4 separate regions of the Mus musculus genome follow, and all the other regions are linked to region 2. The links are chromatin contacts, called in public Hi-C, HiChIP or PLAC-seq and promoter capture Hi-C maps. All regions are on one chromosome and are shown on one strand. The core of a region is the stretch at or near the end of the contact, and the rest is flanking DNA. Distances in the headings are between cores, read along the strand shown.

Region 1 (7,385 bases), core at 4,700-7,199, 240 kb before region 2:
GGTCCTGCTCGGCAAGATTGGAGAGCTCTGAGGCAGCTTTGTGGGGTCTCTGTCCTCATCATTATCCTTCAAAGGAGTTGGGAAAAAGACCACCACACATAATGCATCTGCAACCTTCTGCCAGAGCACTGTTGGTGCTGCTAAGAAACTTGGAGCTAAGGAAATGTCCAAGCAGGAGGAATATCTCAGGTAACCTACAGCACCCACATACAACGAAAACTGCATGAAGGCACTGCAAATAACCTCTTAACTGTAACATCGAGCAAGAGATTTATTTATGGGCTGAGGCTATGTCTCAGGAGTGGAAGGCCTGCCTAGAAGCCTTAAGTTCAGTCCCCATACAAGGATACAAAGAAAGAAGGAAGAAAGGAAGGAAGGAGGGAGGGAGGAAAGAAGGAAGGAAAGAGAGAGGGACAGAGAAAGGGTGAGAGAGGGAGAAAAGGAGAGACAGAGGGAAGAAAATAAAGACTTAACACTGCTACTGTGAAACTAGATTGATGGCTTAGTGGCTAGGAGCACTTGCTACTCCTGCAGAGGACGCAGGTTCGATTCTCAGTACCAACATAGTAGCGTTCAGCTGCCTGTAACTCCAGTTCCAGGGAAGCCTATGTTCTCCTCTGGCCTCTGTGATCATCACAGGGAAACGGTGCACTGGCATACATATAACATAACAATTCTATAGCTATATACTGCATCCTTTACATTATTATATATGTGTTTAGACATACATTATACTATATTCTCATTACTGTAATGTTTCAATTGTAACACAGAGATAGATGATTAAGCAGCAGTTTGTATACCATGCGCTCCAGGTCCTGAACTGGTTTGTACCCTTAGTCACTAGGTGTTCCACCCTGAGCAACTTAAGCACAATGCACCTCAGTTTCCCAAACCTGAAAACAGAAAGAAAAGAGAGGCGCTGTGTGGATTCAGTAAGTTACTAGGCACAGAGTGCTCGCTCAGCAGGGGTAAAGCCAAGACCACCACCAATAAGCTCTCAGCCTGCGGATATGCAAATATCATAAAGAGACAGACAGAAAACCCACTGCAGCCACCTCTACATAAAGGAGTTCAAGTGTTTGTAGGTGTTTCTCATTTTTGCTCTAATCAATTAACATTTTTAAAGATTTATTTATTTATATGAGTACACTGTAGCTGTCTTCAGACACACACCAGAAGAGGGCATCGAAACCCCTTACAGATGGTTGTGAGCCACCATGTGGTTACAGGGAATTGAACTCAGGATCTCTGGAAGAGCGCTCTTAACCTCTGAACCATCTCTCCAGCCCCCCAGTTAACTTTTGAAGTAGGTTTACATTAGCCTACAAATGTAAAGACTTTAGCAAAGCAGGGCTTGCTTTTCCCTCCCTATCAAGATAGACTTGTGACCAGCATATCGAGAGGGGAGGCATGGGAGGTGACAGCAAGGCAGAGAGAGCCCCCCCTCACCCTGCCACCACTGTTCAGCAATGTGAGGGTGTGGCGAGAATTGTACTCCTGATTTAAATCTCAGCCCCTCCCTTCTTCATCTCAAATGCTGTGCTGTCCTGGAAAAGCCCCTTCCACGTACACAGAACACTGAGGTCATGGGCACAGCCATCACGCCAACTGCTACCACATCAGCTTTTATTTTTCACTCCCAACCACAAAGACTAGCAGTAATGACCTTCAAGAGGCACCACAGTCTCTGCTTATTCAACAGAATGCTCCAGAAACCAATGATAACCACCATCAACAAGTAAACATGCCTTGAGCTTGGCTAAACATGTCCCTGAGCAATTTTCAGACCACTTTAGGACACGAAGCGCCACAGGAACACTCAGGGAGATGCGGCCACCCAGCACCTGTCAGATGCTTTCTGGAGATGGAAGCTGCACTCCCCTGCCTTGCTGGGTGCTCACCTCTGCTCTGCTATAAAGCCCTTACTCTCTATTCAGAATATGAACTCCTACTCATTCTTCAATACCCAGCTCAAGTACCACTTCCAAGGTATGGTGGATCTGCTTCCAGTACAGAACAGAATCCCCTCCCCTGCCTTCTTCCTTCACAGCCCTACTATTCCTGGTATAGGCTCATGATCTGCTCTCTCAGAACACTCATTCTGTGTGCTTGGCTGTCTCCCCTAACATGGGAGAATCCGCAAGAGAACATAGGTGTGTCTATCCCATGCCAAACAAAGTGCCTGGGAATAAAAGAGATCTGTGCAAGTGCTTGGCTCCTAAGCTCCAGCCTCACACGACAGAGTATTTAGAAGAGCATATTTGCAGTGGGTGCCTTCCACTGGGAAAGAAGAAGGAGAAGGGGACGGGGAAAGGAGAAGCAATGAGCTCAAAGCAACAATGAAAACAACAACCACAAAGCAGGAACACTTCAAATGCCCATATTTAGGAAAAATATTATAAGCCTAACAAAATTATTGTGCATAGTCAGAAAGTTAAGAAAACAAACTAACTAGTGTCCACAGAGCTGGTGTAAACTAGGGGATACTTATGGAAAGTCAAGGCCCTGGTTTCTCCATCTAGCAAGAGTATGCTCAGACCCTTCCCTTGAATTAGTGAATTCCAGAATCCTGGGGCTCAAAGTGGCAAAGAAATCATTCAATCCATTTGAATCAATAAGCAAATTATTTACCTTTCATTTATATAGAACTCAATCAACTGTCATCCTGTGGGCTAGGTGCCAGGATCAAAGAGCAGAGAGAGCTGTCCTTCCTTCTAGAAACGTAGCCAACTGAAAGACATTAACAAACAGAAACAGAGACTTAAACATCTGGTCTGACAATGAATCTCCACCTTCGCACCCACCATAAGTGACCCTTCCTGAAATCATTCAAAAGCTATCTAGTTTTAGGACCCATGGGGTAGCTCAGGGAATAAGGCTGATTGCTGCCAGGCCTGATGCTCTGAATTCAATCCCCAGTGACCCGCCTGGTAGGAGAGAACCAATTCCTACAAGTTGTCTGCTGACTTTCATATGGCTGCTCTGGCCTGTGTGCACACCCCTCCAACACACACAGAGACACAGACACAGACACAGACACAGACACACACACACACACACACACACACACACACACACACACACACGCGCGCGCTAATAAATTACAATAAAACAAATTCTTTTTGAGACACAGTCTCACTCGGTAGCCCGGACTGGAACTCATGATGTAGATCTTACAAAGGCATGGGCCACTTCCTTTTCTCCTTCTTTCCCAGTGAAAGGCATGCATTGCAAATAAGCTCTTCCAAAAACTCTTTGTCCTGTGAGGCTGGAGCTCAGGGGCCAAGCATTTGCATAGATCTATTTTATTCCCAGGCACTTTGATTGGCATGGGATGGACACATGTACATTCTCCTGCAGATTCATCCATGTTAGGGGAGACAGCCAAGCACACAGACTAAATGCTTTGAGAGCAGAACATGTAGTCACTATGTCGATCTCACAAAGGCATGAATATGTGCCTGTTCAAAATAAATAGATGAGTGGGTGGGTGGATGGGTGGATGGGTGGGTGGATAGATGATAGATAGATGAGATAGATAGATAGATAGATAGATAGATAGATAGATAGATAGATAGATAGATAGATAGATAGATAGAGAGATAGAGAGATAGAGAGATAGACAGACTGATAGATTCAAGATGACCCAATCTGTTTGTTTGTTTGTTTGTTTGTTTGTTTGTTTTTAAGCTTTTAAATGGGCAATACGAAGCAAGTGAATCTACACAGCACCTAGCTGGGCTGAGCTACCTAGAAACACACAAACCATACATGCACTGACACACTTCAAGACCCACCAACTACTCCAGCGAGTATATAGATATAAAATCTGCCCTGCACATGGGGTATTAGAACTTTCCACAGATTTCTACAGCTCCTTTCTTCCTCTAAACCACAGAAACACAGGCTACTTCCAGTGGCTACCTGCACCTGTATGACTTCATCAAATTTACCTATGCCCTTCAAGGTAGCAGTTTGTATTCACTGTGGGGTTTGTGGGTTGTTTTGTTTTGTTTGTTTGTTTGTTTGTTTGTTTGTTTTGTTAACCATTTTCACATGTGTAAGACACACTACCCTTTTTATCAGTATTTTATCAGTATTTTATCAGTATTTTATCAGTATTTTATCTCTTTTCAAAATGTGCCGCTAATGACTTGTATCCTTAAGCGTAGGTTGTTATCACAGTCTCCCGTGACGCAATGATTTTTAAGAACACCTACGTCATAGCCTAAACAACTATATCTGTATCCCCCCCCCCCACTTGGAGTAAGAAATCATATCTGTATTCTTGCAATGAGATACAGGTAGAATGCTTGTCTGGCATGCACAGAGTTTAGGTTCAAGCCCCAGCACGGCAGAAGTCAAGTATAGTTATACGCCCATGATCCCAGCACCCAAGAGGCAGGAGGGTGAGGAGTTCAAAGTCATCTTTGATGCTATGTAGCAAGTTCAAGGCCAGTCTGACAGATATGAGGTACTAGAAAAAAACAAAAACAAAAAAACAAAAAACAACAACAAAAAAAACAAACTTAAAAGTTTCTGATTTTATGCATCTATGTGAAGAACAAATGGAAGGCCAGGATGACAAAATGCTGGTGTTGGCTATAACAACAAAAGCAACAATAACAAAAACAAACAAACAATCAAACAAGGACTCCACATAAACTCCACCCACACATTCCTACCCTAACTCGGAGCTTTCCCCACCTGCCTGGCTCTCTGCAATGACTCTCTTCTGGAAGCAGGACCCATACTTGAGGTTTGGTTCTACAAAAGAAAGCCCTTCTCACTTGGTCTCTTTCCTCCGTCAAATACAAAATAAAAGTTCAGACCTCACAGTGAAATGTCTATCCCTGGCATAGGTTACAGGAAAATAGTCTCCAGGGAAGCTTTGGGACATCTGTGCCTGGGTTCCAGGCCCATCCTTCTCACCCACTGTTACCTTGTGACCCGTGGCAGATCCCATGCCTCTGCCCTCCGACCTCCTTGGAAGTACATGAAGATAATGATGCTTTATGGGAGCTCTGTGGGGATTAAGTAGAATGACGCACTTAGCAGTGGTTGCTGGCAGTATTTGTCCTTTTCTTAAAGGTTAATTTCTTTTAGGTGTACGAGTAGTTTGCCTGCATGTATGTGTGTGTACCACGTGTGTGTACCTGGTGCCCATTCTGGCCAGGAGAGAGGATTGAATCCCCTGGCACTGGAGCTACAGATGGCTGTGAGCCATCACGTGGGTGATGGGAATCAAACTTGCATGTTCTGCAAGAGAAGCCATTGCTTTGAACCACTGAGCCATCTCTCCAGTCCCTGGCATTATTTAAAATGAAGATTATAAATCCCTCTGTCAGTCATAAACATACTTCCTCATCTGTCTTGTGCTGTTTGCCTACGTTCAACCCCCACCTCCTGTCTTTTGAACCTAGAACTTAAAAACTGGGTCTTTGGGAGGCGAAGAAACCTTTGAACTGTGGGGACTCACTCTGGGTCCATATCAGCCAGTCTCTCTCAAGGTCTTTTCCTTCCACTAGTGTCGTTGCTCACTCACTCTCCCTCAGGCAAACATTTAGGGGTATCTGATATATAATGGGGATGAGTGGCCACTCCCCAGAGCCTTCATTTTCTCAGCAAAATGAGGTCTAAAATACGCCTAGAAGACCGTTGAGCTGAAGAGTTTTAAAAGATAGTGACATCCTACCAAATCTTTGATGAACCGTGTCATGTCCTAGACGCCCTGCAAAGGCAATCCACACAGAAACACATAAGCCACACCCCTGTCCCACCAGCTCTCCAGCATCAGTAACATGACAGCCTTGGTACCCACTAATGCCGGTAAGGATGGACCCAGCTCACTGCTTGGAAGATGCACATCTCCCTCCTCCTACAGAGCCAGACAGGCTCGGGCATGTATCCCTAGCTGTGAAACAATGAGTCTGATTACGAACTTACACTGAAGAGGCTCTGGCTGCCTAGGTGACTCTGCACTGCCAGCTGCCACAATTAGAAACATTCCAGGCAGTTCTAGGTCAGGATGACCCAGCTGCTACAGTTTTGTTGTTGTGTTGTTTTGAGGTTTTTTTCCCCCCACTGATACAGTTTGCGGTGGATCTTCCAACAACAGCTTAAGGAGAGATAAGAATTCAGTGGCTTTTGCTCAAAGCAACAATGTTATGAACTCTGCCCTTGAGACACAGGCAGGTCCCAGTCAAGGAAACCATGAACACTTTTATGTCTCTGGCTACAACTGACCATGAGTATAATTTTCAGAGACCTCCCAGTCCCCACTGAGCGCACCACAATTTCTCAGTAACAGAATTCCTTGCAAGAGATCCTACCCATCCCCCAACATAGAGCACACATAAATAACATGAGGGTCTCTGAGGAGATTCTCCAGTAAGGGAGCGAGGAAAACAAAAACAAGAAAGCAATGAATGATCCTGAATATCAGATCCCTGCCAAAACTTTGCAGGGGAAAAAAATTAACGTTTTCCACATTATTCTTGCTAGCATTAACTCATTACTATGGTTGGCTTCTACACGTCTAAGGTGAGCTATTCAAATAGTGAGATCCGTGAACGGTAGCAGGGAAGAGCATGCGCTCAGGTGAGAAGCTGCAGCCCTCACATCTTTAGCACATTCTATAATTGTCAGTTGTTTGTCTGAGACGCATCTTAGTAGCTCAGGCTAGCCTCAGACTCACCATATGGCAAAAGCTGACCTCAAACTCCTGATCCTCCCCCTCCAAGTACCACCATGCTCTCTTGTTCATTAATATATAGGGGAAAAGCTGGAAGGAAGTACACTAAAATGTGAACAAGGTATGTTAGCGAAGCAAAATTATAGGCACTTTTAGTTCTTCTTCCTAATTTGTATCCTCTGTCGTTACTTGGTTTTGCTTATGCAAATGACCACAAGCAATTTTTAAAACATGTTTTCTGTGTCTGAGTGTTTTGCATATATATATATATATATATATATATATATATATTCCATCATCCCAAGTAATCAAGAACCTGAACTTTATCCTAATATTTTTAAGACAGGATCTTCCTATGTAGCCTTGGCTGTCCTAGAACTCATTCTGTAGACCAGGCTGGCCTTGAACCCACAGAGCTCCACCTGCCTCTGCCTCCCCAGTGCGGGGCTAAAAGCCATGCGCCACAGCGCCCAGCCTGGATTTTATGTCTTATTTGTCCCTTGTTTTCCTTCTTGTGTGTTACATGGTTTTCAATGTAACTTATTTCATTCTCAGCTTAGACTTCATTTAACATGGACTTAACCTGATTTTTTTTTCTGGTTTGCAAAGGTCAATTTTAATACATGTAGGAATACCTGAGGTGTCTTGTTAAAATTCTGTTTCAGTAGATCTAGGCTAGAGCTGAAAA
Region 2 (7,183 bases), core at 940-3,439:
ACCCAACACTAGCCTATGTGGTCTTCATCATATGTGTGATTGACCTGAGGACAGACCTTCAGGAATATTGCCAGAGCCCCATATGTTGTATCCAATAGTCCTTGAAGGTCAACCTTCAGGGTTACCTACACTGCCTTCCACATCACACCATCACTTGGGAAAACTAAGGTCCAAAAGCCAAGGCCATGTGAGGACACAAGGGTTAGAGTCTCACCAGGAGATGTTGCCCTAGTTCTGGTTATGCTTTTAGGGGGACCCCTGTGCCCTGGGGATGGTGCATAAGTAACTCTGTTTTTCAGGTTTCTCTAAAGCAATCATCAGCCAGGCATGGAGTCTCTGGTGTCATTAAAGTAGGCTCTGGCCAAGATCCAGTTCCCTCAAGTCATGATTTTAGAGTTTGAGCTTGAAATCAGAGGAGGGCCTATGCCCCCAAGGAATCGCCTCTGGTGTATGAAAGCTGGTTTGACAGTGGTGTCCTTTAGTGTCTTCCTGATGCCTCAGAGACCATCTGGCTGGTGAGGGGCAGGCAGACAGGCAAGCAAGGCCCAGGAGGGAAGCAGAATTGTAGTGACCACCCTACTCATGGAGGGAGAAGGAGGGGGAAGGGAGCTAAAGAAGGGAAGGAGGAGTCAGAATGTAGACCGACAGGATCCAGGTAGATTGCCGTCCTATCCCTATTGTTCCTGCCTCTGGATTAAAACAACTTTACCAATAAAGCTGCTTGAGGATTTGCCTGTAGGGGCCCCAGAAGGACCTTCAGAAAGTTCTCAGGAACTAGGAACCATTGTAGTCTGGCGGAAGTAGGGATAAATAACTAGTAGATTTCAATGGTGGATCATATTCGTGCCTTCTGGCCACAGAACTGGTCTTAACCCTGCTAAGCCCACCTACTGCCTCAAAGGGAGAAAGGGAGGCCTTTGGGAGTTCCAGAAAGAGCCTGCTATTTACAGCACGACCTACTGCAAGACCCTTCCAGATCCCGGGGAACATTCCATGGCCAGAGCTGTTTTCTACTGGAGTCAGCTGTTGGATTTGAGACCATCTCTGGTTGAGTTTACGAATTTAAAGCCAGGCAGCAAAGAGTTAGCTACAAGCAGAATAGGAGACGTTGGGCTGGCACTCTGTAGGCATCCCTGAGCTTTCTATTCAGTCCTGCATCCTGAAGCCTCAGCTTCAGATGCCTATGAAGAATTTAGCAAACCAGAGGTCAAATAGCTCTCCTGACTTCACACCCGCATCCTCTGCCACAGCCAGACTGTCACTTTTGCATCCTCCAGTCTGTCTGTTGCCTTACCTCTCACCCTGACAGCCTTCTCCCTTCTCTGAAATTCACATACTCTTGTACTGTGCAGCCTTACGGGCCAGAGACCCTTCAGAGCCCCGCCTACCATCAAGCGTCCCTGGAAAGGTACACCTTGAAGCACCGCACCCCTTCCCCAACTCTATAGATGGGCGCGCCCCACTGAATGGACACAGGACCAATGGGTGACCGTGGGGTGAGGCTAGTGTCAAACCGAGAGGGCTCAGCCTGGTGCAAGATCACAGGACTTAGGGGTGTGTTTTCCGTTTGCTTTTTCCAACCAAAGTTTTACAACTTTGCCCCTTACTCTACTACATAGCCAAGGCTATTGAGAACTTGGCTCCTGCAGCAGTCACAGGCCATCCCTACCCGTTGGACCCCAGCTCAATTTTCAAACGTCTACTCAAGTTCCCCATCTTCGCTGAATTTGTAAAATGGGCATGCTCAGGCAAATCGTGGAATTTGGGAAGAAGCAGGGGAGGTGGGTGGGAGCGCCCCGGGTAAGCACCTCCTAGCCCCGAGCCCCCGAGTTAACCCTTGGTTTCCCGGACTCCCAATTCCTCGCAGGCCTCCCGGGACCTTACCCCGCCAGCTCCAAAAGTAAACTAGGGAGGCTGATGCCCCGCGCGCTGCGCGCCGCCAGCTGCGCGTAAATCTGCGGCAGCTTGAGTGCGGCGCAGACGCCCAGCGTGCTCCAGTTGCAGAACCATAGCAGTCCGGCCTCCATTCTGCAATCTCGGACGTGCCGGGCCAGGGGGGTTCAGGATCTTATAGGTGAGAACCGGAGGCTCAAAGTCCAAAAAGTCCTTCCGCCTTGCCGCCGGCCGGGTCCCGCCCTGATCACGCCCCGAGCTGCTGTGCAGCAAGTGCGCTCCGCCCCGAGTCTGCTCCACTCAAGATGCTCCCTACCCCTTTAGTCTGTTCCGCGCCCGTGCGCCCCGCCCAGAGTCTGCTCCGCTCGGAGCGCACCCCGCCCCAGTCTGCTCCGCTCCTAGCGCACCCAGCTCGGAGTTGGCTTGGCTCGGGATGCTCCCTGCCCTGTGTCTGCTGTGCTCCCGGTCCTTCCAGACTCCAGGGCGGTGGTTCTGTCCTGCCCTGTGTGCGCACTGCCTGGAGTCTGCTCTGCTCCCGGTCCTTCCAGACCCCAGGGCGGTGGTTCTGCCCTGCCCTGTCAGGCACTGCCAACTGCTGATTCACTTTCCGGGTTCCACCCAAGGGTGCTCCTCCTCGCAGAGTGGAAACGCCCGAACAGACTAGCCTTCTCCGGGGTTAGGTGGGCCCAGGGCCTACACACACACACACACACACACACACACACACACACACACACACACACACACACACACACACACACACACACACACCAGGACACACACACACACACCAGGACATTCACCCATAGGCTCATTTTCCTGTTTTCTCATGCAAATTGGCCTTGAACTAACTAACTAACTAACTAACTAACTAACTAACTAACTCTCTCTCTCTCCCTCTCTCTTTCTCTCTCCCTCTGTGTGTGTGTGTGTGTGTGTGTGTGTGTGTGTGTGTGTGTGTGTGTGTGTGGCCTAAGCCAGCCTTCAACCTCGGATCCACCTGCTTCCGCTTTCCAAGTGCTAAGATTTCTAGTGTGTGCCACTGCACCAGGCCGTTGACCTTGTGGTTTGAGACAGGATCACGCGACCCATGTTGGCTTTTTCCTACCTTCTTTTGGCAAATGCTGGGATTACAAGCTTGTTCCATCGTACCCTCTGAGAGCCCACTCTTTCCAACCTTCCCTCCTCTTTTTATTTTTATTAGGTTTTGTTGTTGTTGGCATGTGTGCGAGTCTGTGATTGAGTGCTTGTGTAAACAAATGGACAACCTCAAGTGTCATTCCTCCAGGACTGTGTACCGCCCCCCCCCCACTTTCCCTTTTTAAGGTGGATTCTGGGGATCTAATTCAGGTCCTCAAAGGAGTTGGTAGATGACTATTGATAGGGGATGTTGCTGCTGTTTCCCCTCGGTTGGGTCCATGCTCTCTCTCATATGAGGGCAACTGATCGCTGGCTGGAGAGCTCAGGGCCCATAGCACACCCTTGGAAGGTGAGTGTAGTGGGAGTGTCATGAGGTCCCTCTCCTGTAGTGCTTATAAACTGTAAACAGTAGCTTTGGGGGAGGGGGAGGGAGGCTGACAACCTGACTGCAGTCAGTGATGCAGTTTTCTTTCCTGAGTCATCACCCATGCTGGGTGGTGCAGTGCCTGTATCACTTGCAGTCCAGTTAACAATCCCAATAGATGCATTGTCGACCAAAGCTGCACATGATGGGATTGATTCTTTGGGCTATTGGAGCCCTACCTGGGGAGAGTTGGCACCTCTGTATATCTCCGCAGGAGAAACAACACAGCGGGGAGGAAACCTGGACACCCTTTAGGCGCGAGACTGGAACGGGGGGGGGGGGTGTCATTTTCCCTACCTCTGGAGATCACTAGGTTATGAGGCAGAACACTAATTCTGTGCTGTAAACCAGCACACCTGCCTTCCTGCCTCCAGTCTTCATCAAGTGTGCGCACACACACACTTGAGCCCATATTTTAGCTATGTTGCTCATCAGTAGACAATTCTGCTCCTAAGAAAAGTAGACAAGAATGGGGATCCCAGCCAGCCAGTTCTGCTGAGTTACTCCATATTGTGTAAGCAAGCAGCTTTGCCCCAGTGACTCCATTTTACAAAGTTGCAATTGCTCCATTTTGAGGGTAAATGCTAACATAAAAGGATCTCACATCGCATGTACGCAAACAATCCCCTAAATCTGTAGGCTAGCCATGTCCACACTTATGCTGCACATAAGCTACTGGCCAGTGGGCTGTGCCCAGCCCCGATACTGGCAACAAAGGTGTTTGCCCCACACCAGGACTTCTTAAACTCGTTCCACTCACAGCCCATCTCAACTGAGAAAGTTCTATTCGACCCTGGATATAGAGCCATGAACACCATGTGACCGGGCATAGCTTGCAGAGCCAGCCTGGACACCTGTCCTGTGTCTTTTCTATCTCTGTCTCTTGCTGAAGGATGCGTTCCCAGATGCTTTTGTTCCCTTACTTCCCAGAGGCTCCGCACGCTCCCCTCACCACACCGGCTGCTTGTCTGCCATGTGGCTACTGAGTAAACAAAGGGCATGGTTTCCTTTTCCAAGATTTATAGTTTGCCTGCCCTGTTTTTCTCAAACTCAAATTAAAAAAAAAAATCCTTGAACTTAAAAAAAATGTGTACAAATAGAACACTTGCAGATAACAAATTAAATACTTTTTTTAAAAAAATAGTTCTTTGGTTTACACTTAACAATTTATTACAACAATAAAAGCAGATATGCATACCGAGATGGTGGTGTCATTTTTATATAATAAATTAAATCTTGGCTGAGTATATGATAGGACAGAAAATAGTACATTTTCAACATTTTTCAGAGTTGACTGAAATTTTTATTTTTAAGTTTTTAAAAATCTATTTTTATTTTATGTATGTGGTTGCTTTCCTGTATATAAGTTTGTGCACCTCATACATGCCTGGTGCCCACAGAGGCCAGGAGAGGACACTGGACTCACTGGAACTGGGGTTATAATCATGAGCCACTCTGTGGATGCCAGGAACGAAACTCTAGTCCTCCGGAAGACCTACCAGGACTCTTCACCCCTGAGCCGTCTCTCCAGTCCCCTGACATTTTGATTTTATAATCCTCAATACACAGAATTCCCTTTTATATAAGTAAGTAATATAAAATGACACAGCACATTTAAGGACATTTAAAATTGTTGGGAGCTTTTCTAATTGCAACCCAAATTCATTTTTAAAAAATGAAACTTGAAGGACTGGAGAGATGGCTCAGGGGTTAAGAGCACTGACTGCTCTTCCAGAGGTCCTGAGTTCAAATCTCAGCAACCACATGATGGCTCACAACCATCTGTAATGGGATCTGATGCCCTCTTCTGGTGTGTCTGAGACAGCTACAATGTACCCATATAAAAAAAGAATAAAGAACATTAACATTAACCCTAACTCTGTCTTAGTTAGGGTTTTACTGCTGTGAACATACACCATGACCAAGGCAAGTCTTATAAATAAACAACATTTAATTGGGGCTAGCTTACAGTTTCAGAGGTTCAGTCCATTATCATCAAAGTGGGAGCATGGCAGCATCCAGGCAGGCATGGCACAGGCAGAGCTGAGAGTTCTATGTCTTCATCCAAAGGCTACTAGTGGAGGACTGACTTCCAGGCAACTAGGGTGAGGATCTTATACCCACATCCACAGTGACACACCCATTCCAACCAGGTCACACCTATTCCAACAAGGCCACACCTTCAGATGGTGCTACTCCCTGGTCCAAGGATATACAAACCATCACAAGCAGCAACTATGTGTGTGTGCATGTGTGTGCACACATGTGTATGTATGTGTGCACATGTGTGCATGTATGTGCTTGTGTATAGTGTTTCAGGCAGCATCTCTTGAGGTTGTGTGGTGTAAAAGCCTGCTAAGTACAAAACATGCACACTGTGTGTTCAGAGCCACCGCTGCAGTGAAGTCACATGGTAAAACCCTGGGCAGCACGGGCAGACAACCTGGGGTAGTTCTGTGCTGACTTTGAATTAATTTTCAGTCATCGTGTGTCCATAACACTTACTTCCACAGACCCCATATGTAGTTAGATGAGCCCACTCAGCTGTAGAAGGGTTGTGTAAACAGCCACAGTGTGATTGCCCCGCTCCCTATGACATGGATGCAGCATGTTGTCCATCTGTCACCTGACACTTATATCGCATTCTCTATAGTCCCTTTGGCAAAGTTTGGGACTGTAGCCTTTAACCTGGGTCACTGCCTTGGTTCCTTTGTCATTCATGAAGTGACAAGGATGTGTCTCTGTCCTTTCCTGGTGGCTCTCAGGTCATGATCCTTTATTATCTGTCTGGTGGGAGGGCTCCTTGGGTACACAGTTGATGTCTCCAGAGTGACACTTTGGAAGGTACATCGTGTCAGCCACCCTTCTACGGATGGGGTGTCCTATGAATCTCTAACTAGAGGTTTCTGTGGCCTTTATTAATCCATACCTAAATTAGCTGTGACTATGTTAGATGGGGATTTTCTGCTCTTTGTTCTATAGTCCACAAGAGTTTGGTATCGAAAAAAAAAGTAATTATTAATTGTGTGTACGTGTTTGTGTGTGCACATTAGTCAAAGGTGTAGAGCCAAGCTAGGCCTAGCTTCCTACTTTCATTCTGTTTGGTATCCATATTGTCCTAAATGTGGTGGGTAGACACCTTTCAGATGTGGGGGTGTGGGAAAGAGGGAAAAGAACCCGCGTCCTGCCAGAGTTCAGGTGCTCTGGGCAGCTGACTCAGAGGACTGCTGCATGCTTTCCACGAGGCCCCGGGTGGGTGTCTGGCTGTGTGAAGCCACTGACCTCAGCTTGGTGGGTGGTGGACAAGGGACAATCTTAGTTAGGCACCAGGTTCCCAGCCTCTGGCATCCCATGCTAAAAACCGTGGAGAAGCTGAGAACAAATGCCCCCCCCCCCCCCGGGTGGCTCAGTCAGCTCTGGGGCCAAAGGGAGGAGAGGGCAGGAGAGAGTGCGCTTGATGGTTCCCACAGGGGTGAGAGTCCTTGGTCTGGTCCATGGTTAGACTCAGCTCATTAGGAAAAAGCCTATCCCATCATTCAAACACGGCGGGCCTTGATGACCAGAGACAGCCTGTGGTTTTAGAGCTTTATTGTAGAAAGGCAGGGGAAAAAGAGAAGATAGAGAGAGAGAGGCTGGCCATGTCCACGTGGAGAGAGGGGGGAAAGGAAAGAGAGAAGGAGGGCTAGAGAGTAAGAAAGGTGAGAGCTTAAAGAGAGCAAGGAGGGA
Region 3 (7,706 bases), core at 1,157-3,656, 180 kb after region 2:
ATAGCCCAAAGTGGCCCTGTGGCTCCTGCACTCCCCAGGTCCCCTGTACCTGGACAGCTGGCACCCAAGGAGTCTTACCCAGTCTTGGCAAAGGTCTGCTCAGGGGAGGGCTGGAAGACACAAGCAGCTCCTCTGAAACCACAGACGTGCCTACTGACATGTCTACCCAATGGTTTGTCCATCCACAGCCCAGTCCGTCCCTGCCAGGGAGTCCAGCTCTCACTTGCAACTCTGTAGGCGGGTCCTATGATGCTTCTCCTCTGTCAGCAGGGGAATGAAGGTATCGCTGTGTGAGAGCTTCAGCCGGCTACCCCAGCTTGGCCCCTCCCTGGCAGCAGGCTCTGGGGGCAGGGTGTCCAGGTCGCTGCGAGAACCCCCGGGCTTGCCTTCTGCACTGCTGGAGTTGAGCTCCATCAGCTCCAGCTCATGCTTGGCTGCCGTCTCCAGGACACGTTGTTTGTTGTAGTACCTGACAAAGTTGTTAATGATGGGGTGAATGGGCAGGGCAATGGCAATTACCCCACACAAGAAGCTGATGGCTGCGTTGAGCTTGCCCAGAGTGGTCTTGGGGTAGATGTCACCATAGCCCACTGTGGTCATGGTGATGATAGCCCACCAGAAGGACTGGGGGATGCTCTTGAACAGAGTTTCAGGATGGCTCTGCTCCATGGTGTAGCCCAGTGCGGAAAAGACGAAGATGCCCACGGCCAGATACATAAGCAATAGCCCCAGTTCCTTGAAACTGCGCTTGAGGGCGTAGGTGAGGGTCTGCAGGCCGGAGGAGTGGCGGGCCAGTTTGAAGATGCGTGCGATGCGCATGATCCTCAGGGCCTGCACTGCCTGCTGTACGTTGGTCAGCTCCATCATTCTTGCGCCCAGGTGCGTGAGTGTGAGGCTCACATAGAAGGGGAGAATGGCCAGCACATCCACGATGTTCATGAAGGACAGGGCAAAGTGAAGCTTGTTGGGCGATGAGAAGAGGCGCAGCAGGTACTCCAGAGTGAACCAGCCGATGCAAGCCGTCTCTACGTTCTCCAGCGTTGGGTGCTCCACGCGGTTGCCTTCGGAGTCCACCACTTGCAGCTCGGGTATGGTACCCATGCACATGACCACGGAGGAGACAAGGATGAGCAGGAAGGATAGAACCGCCACCACCCGCGCAGGGCATGAAGACTCCGGCTTCTCTAGGAACTTCCAGACACACTTCTGGCAGCGGCGCCAGCGGCCCTCAGCAGCGTCAACACCCAGGTCGTCCAAGATGAGCTGCACCCTGCGCGCGATCTCCTCCAGCTCCTCGCGCTTCTCGCTCAGATGGCTCTTGCAACAGTCATCCAGGAATTTGAGGTCCACCTTCCAGAAGTCCATCTCGTTCTTGAAGCAGATGGGGCAAATGCCCTTCTTCATGTGGACCTCCCCGAAATAGTATACCTCAATGACACACTTGAACGCGTCTGGGTCCCGGTCAAAGTAGAATTCGCGCTTGCCCGGATCGTAATCGTCGCACAGAGAGAAGATGGTGTCGTAGCCCCCCGCCAAACAGTTGATGAGCTCTGCCAACCGGGTCTCAGGGTACTGGCTGAGCAGGTCTCCGTAGAGCACCTGCCGCACGCCCCCCACATTTACCACGATCTCAATGTCTTCGCCTGCCACGGAGTCCTGGCTGCCTGGCTCCGGGAGGCTTTGCTCAGCAGATGCGTCCATGCTCCCCGCGGGTTCGCTTGCAAGCCCCGGTTCCATGAGCCCTGCCGCAGCCGCTGCCAATGCGAGGCCCTAGGGGACAACAACCACCTGCCGGAAAAGGCACTCACAGCGGGCGGAGGCAGGCTGGGGCGCGCCGCAAGGGAGCCATGCACCCAGTGGCGGGGCTGCACGCGGGCATCCAGGAGCGCTGGCGGGGGACTCTGCGGCCGGTGGCCTCCGGTGACACTCACCCACGGGCTCCTTCAGCTCGGTCCGGGACAGGACTTGGTTCTTCTCGTAGGCAGCGTCCTCCTTCCCCGGTTGAGCGGCAGAGGTGGGTCAGCCCGAGAGCTGCGCGATCCGGGCTGTATAGAGAGCTAACTTGGAGTGGCTTTGCCGGAGCGGGTCCGAAACACAATAGGAATTCCAGCCTGACGTCAAACGCTTTGCTACTGTACCCTCTTCTGGTGAGATTTCGCACCGCACGCGCTGCAGCTGCCCAGGAATGAGTTAACCCTTGGGCAGACCTGCACAGCTGCCGCCGCCCTGCCACCGGCGCCACCCGCTGAGTCTGAGGGCTCAGAGGTTAAGATCCAGAGCTTTAAGGCCAGCCCGGCTCAGGCTGCCAAATCCCTCCTGCCCAGCTAGGTGAGAGAGGAAAGAGAACCTCTGTTGCTTACCAAGTCCCTCAAGGGGCAGCCGCGCACTCCTTGGGCACACTCCTTCTGTCCTAGGCTTCGGTAGGCCCTGGATAAGTCCTTGACACTCCTAAGCACTGCCCTGCTGGTGGTGGTGTGACCTTGTACCACAACTTGTCCCAGCCTTCACAATAAAGAGGAAATTGCTTCAGGTCACAAGATGAAAAGGGAGGAAAGCTTAGCCATCACTTCACCCAGGGTTCTCCTGCTAGCCTAGCTGCTAGCTTCCAGCAGGACAACATCATCACCATTAGCTCCCAGAGCCTTGGATTCCTATGACCCCTGTGCCCATAACCCCCTCTACTTTGAGAGAAATCAGTTCTTCCAGTTGGATGCCCCTATATTCCCTCTCATCTTTCCTGAGGCAGAGAACATCTCTGGTTCAAATCCAGGTTCTTGACCATCGGGGTTATCAACCCTGGATCTAGCTATGGCCTGGAATTGGATTTAAAAACATAAGCTGGGCCGAGATGTAGCTCAGTTTGGTAGAGTCCTTTGCCTAGCATGCATAAGGCCCTGTGTTTGTTATCCCGTACCACATAAACTGGGCTTGGGATGTGGGGGTGGGGGTGAGGTGGGGGTGAGGTCTATGATCCAAGCTTTCCCTCACTTAGGAAAGGAGGGCAAGGTCAGAAGTTCAAGGTTATCCTCTAGAGGTGGAAGCTATCCTAGGCTAGGGATTCTCTCATACACACACACACTGACACACACACACACACACACACACACACACACACACACACACAGTTGGAGAGATGAACAGGAAGAGCCAGTAAGAGGGGTGAATAGGACAGTTAAGCTATTCTGTTTGATTGTGTGGTGGCAAACATGTCATTCACACTTGTCAAAACCCACAGGATGCACAAAAGCAAGAGGGGGTCCTAAAGGACACTTTGGCCATGTGGGTAATGACAGATGCTCCATTCCTGGAATTTCCTCCACTGTGACAAGCATTTCACTCCTACAGGGATGTTGACAGTAGAGGGAGGGGGTACTGATTGTGGGGGAAGCTGTAGAGACAAGGGTCTGGGAAACTGCATTTTTCTGTACAAATTTTCTGTGACTCTAAAACTGCTTGTTGAAAAAGACCATTAAAATGTGTTCTGTAAGCTGGATTTCTTAGCCGCTCAAGACCATGCCTGTTTATGAATCATGAAACTGGTATACTGGGCCACTAGCAGTATTTTCTTTAATGGGGTGATATAAAAGTCAGATGCAGTAGAATACAGTACACAAATTTTTATTAGGGAAATATTTTAACAATTTTGATTTTATTTCCATTTAGCACCTCTCCATGGTGTGTTACTCTGAATAGGAAATTGAGGATGAGAAAGGTTGAATGGCAATAACAGTGAACACTAATATAAGAGCACTGTACCCCTAGCACTCTGGGTGCCATGTGTGTGTGTGTGTGTGTAAATATATATACATTATATGTGTGTATATGTATATATACACATATGTGTATATATATGTGTGTGTGTATATGTATATATACATATACATACATACATATATATATATATTTTTACTCAGTTACCAGCTGCTCTCTGAGAAAATAAGGTATCAAGTAACTGCCACCATCACCCACTGCACTTGGGATTTAGTCTGCTAGGCTCCAAGGCCCCTTTCCTTGGTAGGCAACCAGCCCACCATCTCCACACCCTTGGGTCCATATTGTCTGTGCTAGTGCTCCTTGCCCTGTCCTGTTCTTCTACATACCAGCAGAGTCCAGTGCAAAGAGCATCTAAGTCTGAGCTTTATGGGCTTAAAAAAGCCATCCTTGCTCACATGTTCAAATATTTACTGAGGTTCTGTGCATGTATACATGCCACACCCACCCTAGGTAAGCATAGAATTCATAATCTACTGGAGAGATAGATAGATATGTATATTTATATATACACATATATAATACACACATATATATAATACACATAGATATATATCTACATATACATATAGATAGATATATAATAAGTATAGTTAGGGCATAACAAGAGAGGGAAGAATTATGGGGTGATGCTTCCTGAATTCCCCCAAAAGTGATGCATAAAAATTGGATATGGTAGAGACAGGAGGATTAGGGGTCCAAGGCTATCCTTGGCTGCATAGTGAAATTGAAGCTGGCCTGGGGTACAATGCACCTTGTCTCAAAAACAGACAAAGCTGACACTGTCCACAGTGTTCCCGTGGTTTGATATCACAGTGCTGATGGAACCTCAGCCACCACCCCAGGTACCATCACTGTGTGGGGGTGTTTTAAGCATGTAAGATCTGTAGACACCTCTCCAGCACGGAAGAGGTTAGGTGTTAAAATTATTCTCCAGGAAACCCCAAGAAAAGGGCACAGGCAGGACAACTACAGGCTTGACCAAACAGGGCTGGGAACAAGAAGAAAGTGGGAGCCTTCCTTGGGGTCTCCAGAGGGAAATCTAGGCATGGCAGAAGCAAGAACTTAGGCCTAGAAAGCCGGAGTCCTGACAGGCTCTGTTTAAGGGCGGTCTCCATTGTTTTGGTATCTGGGACTGGGATGATTTAGGGCAGGGGAAATACCTGTCCTACGCCAATTTGGCCAAATATGCCAATGCTGTGAGGATTTACTTAGGGGGAGGGTAGGTTAGAGCCTGGGACTGAGTTGGTCATCCCCACTGGAGAGTGGACTAGCCCTGCAGGGACAAGTCTCTTCTCAGGCTTTGTGGTCACAGATGCCATAGCAGAGGCCATGGAAGAATGCTGCTCAATGGCTTGCTCTCCATGGCTTCCTCAGGTTCCTTTTTACACAACCCACAGTGGACTGGGCCCTTCTACACTAATAACGATTAATAATAATAATAAAAAGTCCCTGCAGACTTGCCTACAGGTTAACCTGGTGGAGACATTTTCTCAGTTGAGGTCCCTTCTTCCCTGATGATCCTGGCTTGTAGAGTCAACAATAACAATAACTTGCATGGTGGATAAAGTGGCTCTCCTTGCAGCACTTGCTCAGCATCAAGTGCAAGGTTCAGTCTTATCAGGAATAGGAGGGGCTGGGTATTGGGCCAGATTTGGTGGGCTCCAGCTGCCTGGCCAGCCTTCAACTGCCCACTGAAACTCAGGTGGGGCTGACAGTTTCCCCTACTAGGACCCAAACAGAAGTCACTGGCCACCTGGCTTCTGAGCATTTTAAAATGTGGCTAGTGCCAGGGAGGAGCTAAGTGTCTTAGCACTTTTTGATCTTAACAGCTTTATTAAGAAATAACTCACAACACATACCTGTGTATATGTGTCCATGTATATGTACATGGGATACGCGTGTGTGAGAGCACACACACATGTTTGCACATGCATGTGGAGGTCAGATGTCAGCCCTGGGTAGTATTGCTCTAGGAACTGGACCCACCTCTCTCTCTCTCTCTCCCTCTCTCCCCCTCTCCCCCTCTCCCTCCCTCCCCCTCTCCCTCTCTCCCTCCCTCCCTCCCTCCCTCCCTCTCTCCTTCCCTCCCTCTTTCCATCTCTCTCCCTCCCTTTCTCCCTCTCTCCCTCTCTCCCTCTCTCCCCCTCTCTCTCTCTCTCTCCCTCTCTCTCTCTCTCTCCCTCTCTCTCCTTCTCTCTCTCTCTCCCTCCCTCTCTCCCTCCCTCTCTCTCTCCCTCTCTCCCTCTCTCCCTCTCTGCAACAATGTCTCTCACTGCCTTGACTCACTGATTAGGATAGATTGGCTGGTCATGGAGTCCCCAGATCCTGCTTGTCTTGGCCTCCCTGGAACTAGGATCACAGGCATACACCACCATAGTAGGAATTTTGGCAAGGGTTTTGGGATTGAACTCAGATCCTCAAGGTTGTGCAGCAAGCACTTTACTGACTAAGTCATCCCATCCCACCCCCACCACCCCATCCCACCCCCACAGCCCACCTTCCTTCTTTTAAGTGGACAATGGCTTTTTAGAATAGTCATCACTTTGTGCACCATCTCCACCAAGGAGTTTCACCTCGTTTTTTTTTTTTTGGTTTTGGTTTGGTTTGGTTTTGAGATAGGATCTCTCACTATGTAGCACTGGCTGTCCTGGAACTCTACATATACCAGGCCGGCCTTAAACTCATAGAGATGCCTGTCTCTGCCTCCTGAATGCTGGGATTAAAGGCGTGCACCACCACACCCAGCCCAGCTCATTTTTGTCATTTCAAGAAACAGCCCTGGGGCAGGGCTAGAGAGAGATGGCTCACTGCTTAAGAGGTCTGGGTAATCTCCCAGAGGACCAAGGTTCAATTCCTAGCACCCACATGGCAGCTCACAACTGCCCATAACTCCAGTTCCAGGAGACATGGCATTCCCCCCCCACCTCTCCCCCCGCCCCCCAGGCTAAATGCAGGCAAAACACCAATGCACATAAAAATAAATAGAATTGAATTAAATAAATTAAATTGAATAAATAAATCATATAAGATATGTAGTCTCCCCTCCCCCAGCCTGAAACCTGCTTGCTCAGGGGTGGAGCTTCCTGCTCATTCGTTCTGCCACACCCACTGCTGGAACCTGCTGCTTTGCTGTTGGTGCCACCACGTGCTCACCTTGCTACTGGATCTGAGATTATTCGGCGGGAATCGGGTCCCCTCCCCCTTCCTTCATAACTAGTGTCGCAACAATAAAATTTGAGCTTTGATCAGAATAACTGTCTTGGCTACATTTCTTTCTCTCGCCACCTAGCCCCTCTTCTCTTCCAGGTTTCCAAAATGCCTTTCCAGGCTAGAACCCAGGTTGTGGTCTGCTGGCCGGACACAACAAAGATATAGTTTTTTTGTAACAGGTTGACTCTTCTCACTACAGAGGGCTGCTTTTTCTGGTCTCAGTGAGAGAGGATGCGCTTAACCATGCAGAGACTTAATGCACCAGGGTGGGGGTATACCTGGGGTTGGGGGGGCACCCTTTCTGAGATAAAGGGAAGGGAGGATGAGGGGAGACACCCTGTGAGTGGGAACCTGGAGGGGACAGCATTTGGGATATAAATAAGTAAATTGATTAATAAAAAGAATATGCAAAGACATTTATCAGTTCTCCATTCTTTTTATGGCTGAATATTGATCATTATACTGATAAATCACACCTTATTTCCAGCTCTTTGTGGCCAGTAGGCACTATATTAAGCAGGCCCAGTCAAAGTGGGTACCAGTAAACAGACTGACAGCAATCCAGACAGGAGGGACCCCAGCCTGGGTCCTGGACCAAACATGCACTTCACACACCTGAGTCCTGTACTGCAGTGATGCCCACCTTGCCCTGGGCTTATTAGGTCCCATCCTTCAAAGCTCCGTCCTCAGGGTGCCTGCCTCTGACAGAAGATCTCCTAGGA
Region 4 (7,549 bases), core at 424-2,923, 130 kb before region 2:
TATATTTGATTGTCTTCCTAAAATAAAACACTAACCATCCTCACTCATTGATGGGCTCTCTGACAAGAAGAGCCCCTTGGAGGACTCTGCTGAGGTTCTGCCATGTGGGCAAAGCAATGCTTCGGCTGGGATCTTCTGTATTTATCCTTAATATCCAGGGACAACACAGGCAAGAACACTGGCCTTGAGTTGCAATCTTCCCAGTAGCCTCTGCCTCTTTGTAAATGCTAAACAGCATTGCCTATTTGGACAGCGAGTGTCTGTGCCTCTTTTGCAATACCATGGTGGAATCCACAGGCTGTTCCATTACCCAGTGTCCTTTTTACAGGGACACATAGAGGAAGTTTCAGCAGAAGCTTCATTCCAGGAAAATGCCAGAGCTCTTGCGAATCGATTTGTATGCATACTTTTGTCAGGAAAAAAAAAAAAAAAGAAAAGTATGTAACTCAGTGTGTTCCTCCCTTCATTTTAGCTGCCAGAAAATGCAGACCCACACTTGAGATCCCTTTAGAATAATCAATTGTTAGGACTATGGGCCTTTAAAACATTAGAGCCAAAGACCCTTCCCCCTACCCTTGTCAATACCTATGAAAAAAATCAAGGCTGGCCCCTGGTCTGTTGGTGGTTTTCTCTGCTATTCAATCTCCCCGATTCCTTAAAATAAGTCTCTCCAAGTCTATTCCCAAGTGTCTCCCTTTGCACTGTGGCTGCAGTTACTCTCCTGTAAATCCCACTGTGTAACCTTAGACTCATTCTAACCTGGACCAGAGCTGACCAAAACAGGAACAAAGGTGGGTATTCCAACAACCTACATCACAGATGCCTGGAATGCAGATGTTATTTCTTACTTGGACTGCTTCTTGTTTCACTCTTCATTCTGTGCTCTCCTTGTAATATTTCCTACTACCTCAGAGCCTAGGAACTCTACCTTAGGATAGCATCTTCCATCCTTCATTGTATGCCTCTCTTATCTTACACAGGCCAATTTCAATTAACTCCTGGTATGGAGAAAACAGACTCATATGGACAACTGGTCTACCTCTAGAGAACTTCCCTCATGTAGAACTTTTCAAACATTTCCTCTAACCCATAACATTTTAAACTCATACAGTACATAGATCTGTGGGGGTCTATCATGTCCTATGGAGAATATGTGATATGAAGGTAAGAAATATGTCTTTGGGGTCAGGGAGTGAATATTTACATGTTTGCATGTACATGTAAAAGCCAGAGGTCAGCACTGGGTATCTTCCTCAGCCCAATCACTCTCTATACCTTTTTTTTTTTTTTTGAGATATTATGGTCTCTCACTAAACCCGGAGTTCAGTGCATAGGCTAGGCTGGCTGGCCAGAAAGCCTCAGGGATCCTCTTGCCTTTAGCTATCCTACTTTTGAGTATCCAGATGCACACTAAGGCACCCAGCTTTCTTATATGGATCTTCAGGATCCTAACTCAGATTCTCATACTTCCATGGAAAGCAACATCCTCACAGAGCATCTCCTCAGCCTTTTGTTTTTATACTCCCACAGTGTCACAGAGCCTCCTGGCTGAACACAAACATATGACGTTTACTTAACAGAGAAAGATAGGAGAAGTCGTGGGCCTGGTTGAGGAAGTGTACTCAGGCAGGAAATGGGAAGGGCCCACCTCCCTGGACTTCCCTCTGTAAGCTCTTCTAGGAGGTCACAGCAGGAGGTTGAGGTGGGTGAAAGAGAGCAGGCTATGAACATAGTCAAGAACCACATAGCTTTTGCCAAAGCAAAGAGTCTTACAACAATGAATCAATATAATTAAAAGGCCGGTTATATATTATCTTATTTAGTCTTCACCTGCCCCCCCCAAAAAAAAAAAAAAAAACCCTTAAGCAAGAGACACAGAGCTCATCCAGGGCTGAGTGTTTAACAGATCTATAGAAGTTCATCTGGCTTTAAAACTTTCCCGAGTTCTACTGTTCGGGAGAAAGCCAGCCTGGACCCCACCTCTCCTAGGCCACAGAGGCTCTCCCCCATTAGAGCACCGAGGAGGACATTCTCACAAGGTACAGTGGCCATTTTGAGGGGGAAGAGGCCATCCATCACAGCAGACAACGTAACCACAGGCTGGTGCTGCTACAACAAACACAGCTATTTCAGACACAGGAGACTTGAAAAAGCCAAGGGAGGCAGGGCAGCTTAACACAGCTTCGGTTTATTTTTGTGGGTAGGGGAATGACAGCCAGAGATATATGACTGAAAGTTCAGGAGGTGTTGGAAAGAGAAATATTTGTGTTTTATCGCCAGACCCAGAAACTCCTGCAGAGTCCTAATCTTTGATGAATTCTGTCTGTTTAACAGGCCAAATAATAATAAAGAGGGAGAGGGTGGGGGACATTTCAACACATGACACATCAAACACCTGACCCCTGAGATGACTCCTCCACAGGCAGAAGGCCTCTCTGGCTTCCGACCCCAACACAGTTTAAAGGGGTCATGTTTGTGACGCAGCAGCAAAGCAGGGGTACATACAGTTCCCCAGGACAGTTGGCGGTGAGGTGCCTAACCAGAAAATGAATATGCCTTTCAACAGGCCACATTTTTCCTACCTTGCCAAAAGCTCTCATTTCCTTCAGTGTTCTCTCTGTCATGAACAATTCAAAATGTGGGCAAAAATGGCGAATTCAAACAGTACTTCAGAGCTTTGGCCAAAGGGGTCAGGGAGAAAGAAAAACCTGAGAAGGTAGAAGGAATTCCTGGACCAGGTGTGGCTCTGAAGCCATGAATTCTCCTTGGGATGTTATGCCATGCCAGGTGTTGGGAATATAAAGTCTCACAGACAGGACTATTTGTCCAAAGGGTTTTAAAAACACAACCTTCTAAGATGCCTGCAATGGCCAGCCAACTATAGTCGTCACTCTGAAGAAAGGTCGAGGTCCTGATTCTCCTCATTGACACTGCTCCTGAGGAAATCATAAGGCAAGGTAGGTAGGAAAAGGACTCAGTCGGGTTCCCATAAGTGGAGGTTCCATGCTGGAGACAACTTCTGGAGAGAAGAGTCTAGCAAGGACCACCACCCCCTCACCCACACCCCGCCTCTGTCCCCACCTATCTCTGACTTGGGTGCCTGCTTTGATCTCCTCTGCATTCCTTTGCAAATCACTTCCCACCCACGGCTTCCTAAGGGCGCTTGAATAGAGACCCTGAGATTCTGAACCAGGGGAAGACAGACTTCCTGCATCGAACCAGAGCTTCTGAGACAAAGCACACTCTACTGAGGTTCACTGGGTTTTCTTCTCAATTTTGGCACTGATTTTGTTTTGCTTTGCTTTCTCATAGGTAATATGCAAAATGAGACACGCGTAGGGTAAGGTGTACCCTCTCCAAGTGTACAGCTAGTGGTTTTAGGTCTGTGTGTGTGTGTGTGTGTGTGCACCTATGTGATGGTGTGCTCACTTGAGCTGTCATGTGTGAAGGCCAGAGGTCAACTTCAGCATCTTCTATTGTTCTATACCTTAGTTTTAGTTTTGGGGACAAAACTAAACTATTATACCTGCGACTTACCTCTGTTTTCAGCTAGATTGTCAGGCCCAGCCTGCACTCTGGGATCTGGCTCTCTGGCCTGACTCCCTCAGTGCACTCCACCACACCCATCTATTATGTGGGTCCTGGGGATCCAAACTAGGTCCTCATTCTTGTGCAGCAGCACTTTACCCAGTGAGTCATCTTCCCAGCCCATTTTATTCCCAGCCAGAATATTTCCATTACCCTATAAAGAAATGTCATACCTATTTAGCAGTCCATCACACCACACCCCTTCCTAGACCATCTTTTTGACAGAAACAGCTGATTCTACATCAGATCAGAACTAGGACTGCTTCACGTTTTATAAAAACCCAGCTGGGACCTGGAACCAGTAAAGACAGGCTGAGGTCCCATCAGCAGCTGGTGGCAAGGAAAAGTGTGCACGATTTTAAGATCCGAAGCTGCGGGGTCTCAAGGTTTAGCTGGTAAAGCACCTATCTTTTGCTTGGCTTGACGGCATGCTTATAAGGCCAGGGTTTGGGAGGTAAAGGCAGGGGGATCAGATGTTTTACAATGTCCTTAGCTACATAGGATCACAGCTGCAGGGATTGTTGAGTGTTGGGGGTGGATCTCAAAGGTGCCAGGGAACTCTCACAACAGCATAGATTCAGAATCCTCACGGGAATCGCTGGATTCTGATGCCAGATCCTCAGAGAGGATGCCCATTAGCAGTACTGCAGAGCCGGCTCACTAAAGATAGATAGGTCAGCAAGAGCGGACAGAAAAATTGAATACCGTCTTCACTCAGTGCCTCCATGTTCTTCGTGCTACAGTTCTGGATCCAGACCCAGCATGCCTCAGCATTTTCAACTTTGACACAGTTCCTTTGGTCACAGCCACGATGTCTCACAATGAAGGGACTAATAGCCCAGGGAGGTAGGAAGGGTAACCAGGAGAGGGAGTGCTCCTAGAAGCAGAACTCCCCAATGAGTCTGAAGCAAGATCCCTGGAGGTAAAGTCTGTTTTGTGAAGACCGGTAGTTTTCTCTTCTAGTCCTAGAAGCTGTGGTGGGCAGGTGAGGGCAGGCGAGGCTGGGAAGAATGAGCAAGTGCAACCTCACTGCCTCGCCTGGATATGTCACGCCTGGAGTGTGGAGTGTGGCGAACCCCTCGAGGCTCAGACAAAGCATCACCAGTAGTCAGTCCACTGTCTCTCTTTGGAATGCGAGTGTCCTGCCTGGTTTGGGCAAGCTGAGCCTCAATAGCTGTTCCTGTCTCTCAGTATTTGGGGGTGGGGCACTGCAATAGGGAAGACTTCCTTCTAGGAGATCTTTGAGCCACCCTGCAAATGGATTCTGTATTCCCCAAGCTCTGCAGACCACCGGGAGGGGCTGGCTGTACAAGTCAAAGCTTGTTCACTGTCACAGTAAGGCCACTCAGGATCTGGCCCACAGCGACCTTTCTTTGTCCCTCCACATAGCTGTTGCTAGAAATTCCCATTAAAATTTTTTTTCCTTCTTAGAATTCTAATAGGGTATTATGTTACATAAATTTAAGCCCCAAGAGAACATGCTGTTTCAAAAAGATAGCAGTGTACATATCAGGAACCCAAGAGCCTCAAGAGTGACTGGAACAAGAAACAGGGAAACTGTCAGAAGTTCTCTGGAGTCTGGGGGTCACTGTGAGCTCTTGCAGACAGGCTCCCAAGGCGTGTTCACATCTGGCCAGCTTAGCTGGCCATGCCTGGCTTGACCAGCTTCCTCTCTCAAGGGCCTGGAAGAAGTGAAGAAACAAATCACAAATCAACAGTCAATAACAAGCGGCTGATTAGCGAGCTTGGCTCCATCTCTGGTCCAGTTTGCTAAAGGGGAGAGAGAGGGGGAGTGGGTGGGGCTGGTTTTGAATTAAGGGAATAAGGGCTGGGGAAAATGTCTCACTTGGTAAGGTGCTTTCCATAAAAGCATGAAGACCCGGGTTCAATTAATAAACTAACAATCTAGGCACGGTATTTCATGCTTGTAATCCCAGTGCTGAAGAGGCAGAGACAGAGAGACTCCTGGAGTCTGCCTGCTGCCTGGTCAGTCTAACCTGCTTGGCAAGCTCCAGGCCAATGAGAGTCTATCTCAAAAAACCAAGGTGGACAGTGCTTGACAAACAACTGAGGGTGTCCCTTGGCCTCTACCCGAGAACAAATGGCATGCACAGGAACGTGAAGGCAATGGAGTCGGGGCACAGACATCCACATTCCTCTAGAAAGGTCTGCTTTCACATAGCAGAGTTGCTGCTATGCTTTATCGTTCCCATGGTAACACCTACCCCTCTGTTTTAAGAGAGACTAGCTGTTGGTCCATAGCACTTGGATTCCTCTTGGGATCTTGGGCGCTGGTTACTTCTGGAAACCCCTCAGAGCCCCAGTAGTTGCAGGAAGAGATACGAGCTCTGCATAGCCTTGCCCAGGACAGCCACGCACCCTCCAGCCAAGTGCAGAGGGTGCCAACTCCACTTCCACACCATGGAGGGGTGCCAGGCAATTCACAGGTCGTCTCTGCAACAGTAACAGTCATAAATACTCAGCTATGAGATGTGCTCTCTTGGCCCTGGGAGGCTTAAATGGGCCTCTTTATTTCCCAGCCTTCCTGCTAAAGCGGGGAGCAGAGCAGAGCTGGGAGGAAGGACATTCCAGAAATGCCACAGAGCCCTCAGTGAGCCTGCTAGAGGAAGCACTTTAGAGAGAGGGAGCTGCAGGAAGGGGCCCAGGCCCCAGGGCCAGTGGCTGCCAGGGTGAGGGGAGGGCCTGGCCTTGCCTTCAGAGAAACCCCTGGGGCCAGGGTAGGGCTAGCTTCTCATCCAGGCCAGTTTTCCACTACGTCACATCGCCTTTGGTTCAAATTGGTGGAATGTTACCACAATATGGCATCTGAGTGAACTCCAAAGATGTCGTGTTGGTCAAAGATCCCTGGGGGAAGTGGCCCGGATTAACTTTAAACCAAATCATTTTCAAACAGTCTCCACCCAGGTCCTGCTTGTTTACTTAGTGGGGGAAATCCGCCTTCTTCGGGCCTGCAGCTGTTGAGTCCACTGGGGGCACAGTGATACAAAAGGAAAGAGAAAGCACTCTGCAAGCAGTGGGTTCCTCCTGACCAACTGACATCTTTTTGTTTTCAAATGGTGGAGCTGGAGGTGGAACCCAGAGCCCCAAGTAAACTATCTGAGTCCTCTCCTTCCAGAAGCATTCCCGGTCTTGAATGGAGGGCTGGGTTAGCTATCACTGGCCACACACAGAGCCTATGCTATTCATCCTGGGGTGATAGCTCCTTGGTAAAGTGCTTGCTTTACAATCATGAGGCCCAGAACCCACATTTAAAAATAAAAGCCACACTTGGGGGTTTATCCTTGTAATCCAGCACTGGGGAGATGGAGAGTCAGCCTGACTGGGGAGCTCTAGACCAAAGAGAGACTCTGCCTCAAAAAAGATAGGTAGACAGTCCCGAGGAATGACAACAGAGATTGCCTGCTATCCTCCACATCTACCTGTATATAAATCCACATGTGTGTATATAAACACACACACACACACACACACACACACACACACACACACACACACACACACAAGCATACAAAGGAATCATAGGTAAGCAAGATAGCTCAGTGAGCAAAGGTGTCATCCACCAAGCCTGACAGCCTGAGTTCAATCGCTGGGCCCCATATGGTAGGAGGAGAACACCAACTCCAGAAAGTTGTTCTCTAAACTTCATGTGCATTTAGATAGATAGATAAGATAAGATAAGATAAGATAAGAACAGAAACGTCATACAACTTTGTTTTATGTTTTGTGGTGCTGGGATCAAGCCACTGGACAATACACTCAACCCCTGACGGGCATTTCTCTGTGACCTCTTTTGGCTTGAGAAAGCCATGGGGCATCTCCTCAGGGAAAGCTTTCCCCAGTTGGAATGATGTAAACACTCATTCATGCATGCACACACACACACACACACACACACACACACACACACACACACACACACACACACATGGGCTGCCCTTTC

The links. Promoter capture Hi-C pulls out the DNA fragments that hold promoters and counts their contacts. Hi-C and Micro-C count contacts between places; a contact is called where the count stands out from the background. HiChIP or PLAC-seq counts read pairs in DNA pulled down with a chosen protein or histone mark.
Region 1: a contact with region 2 is called in a Hi-C map of uterus, with 2.9 times the contacts expected there. The contact joins the enhancer-like site here to the promoter of Pqlc3 in region 2. A contact is called at or near these places in 4 of 39 promoter capture datasets (cranial neural crest, embryonic stem cells, liver and 1 more), 1 of 484 Hi-C or Micro-C datasets (uterus), 3 of 115 datasets of contacts at active chromatin or transcription factors (embryonic stem cells, neural tube and stem cell-derived neural progenitor cells) and 1 of 9 other capture datasets (adipose tissue).
Region 3: a contact with region 2 is called in a promoter capture Hi-C map of embryonic stem cells. The contact joins the promoter of Kcnf1 here to the promoter of Pqlc3 in region 2. A contact is called at or near these places in 4 of 39 promoter capture datasets (cranial neural crest, embryonic stem cells, stem cell-derived epiblast-like cells and 1 more), 1 of 15 datasets of contacts at CTCF or cohesin (hippocampal excitatory neurons), 1 of 484 Hi-C or Micro-C datasets (embryonic stem cells), 2 of 115 datasets of contacts at active chromatin or transcription factors (embryonic forebrain and forebrain) and 1 of 9 other capture datasets (adipose tissue).
Region 4: a FOXA1 HiChIP or PLAC-seq map of pancreatic cancer cells shows a contact between it and region 2. The contact joins the enhancer-like site here to the promoter of Pqlc3 in region 2. A contact is called at or near these places in 1 of 39 promoter capture datasets (cranial neural crest), 1 of 484 Hi-C or Micro-C datasets (granulocyte-monocyte progenitors), 5 of 115 datasets of contacts at active chromatin or transcription factors (bone marrow-derived macrophages, embryonic heart, embryonic stem cells and 2 more) and 2 of 9 other capture datasets (adipose tissue and liver).

Annotation. Positions count from the first base shown.
Region 1 is chr12:16,754,507-16,761,891 of GRCm38.p6, forward strand. It overlaps Greb1 (gene regulated by estrogen in breast cancer protein), which reads right to left. Exons shown (of 35, transcript NM_015764.4): 2 at 4,946-5,027; 3 at 2,635-2,733. Among named protein-coding and RNA genes, the nearest start is that of Greb1, 43 kb to the right of the region's middle. Within about 2 kb of position 5,950, at least 19 of the 459 cell types and tissues checked have an H3K27ac peak or open chromatin away from gene starts, as enhancers often do. A contact at or near this core is called in uterus, where this site is marked.
Region 2 is chr12:16,997,929-17,005,111 of GRCm38.p6, forward strand. Pqlc3 (PQ loop repeat containing) reads right to left here and starts at 2,190. Exons shown (of 7, transcript NM_172574.2): 1 at 1,885-2,190. The coding sequence starts at 2,027. It overlaps 2410004P03Rik (RIKEN cDNA 2410004P03 gene), which reads right to left. Exons shown (of 5, transcript NM_001201332.1): 5 at 7,030-7,183.
Region 3 is chr12:17,174,482-17,182,187 of GRCm38.p6, forward strand. It overlaps Kcnf1 (potassium voltage-gated channel, subfamily F, member 1), which reads right to left and starts at 2,407. Exons shown (of 1, transcript NM_201531.4): 1 at 1-2,407. The coding sequence starts at 1,737. The coding sequence ends at 220.
Region 4 is chr12:16,864,433-16,871,981 of GRCm38.p6, forward strand. No RefSeq gene overlaps it. Among named protein-coding and RNA genes, the nearest start is that of Gm36495, 17 kb to the left of the region's middle. Within about 2 kb of position 1,674, at least 53 of the 459 cell types and tissues checked have an H3K27ac peak or open chromatin away from gene starts, as enhancers often do. A contact at or near this core is called in bone marrow-derived macrophages, liver and pancreatic cancer cells, where this site is marked.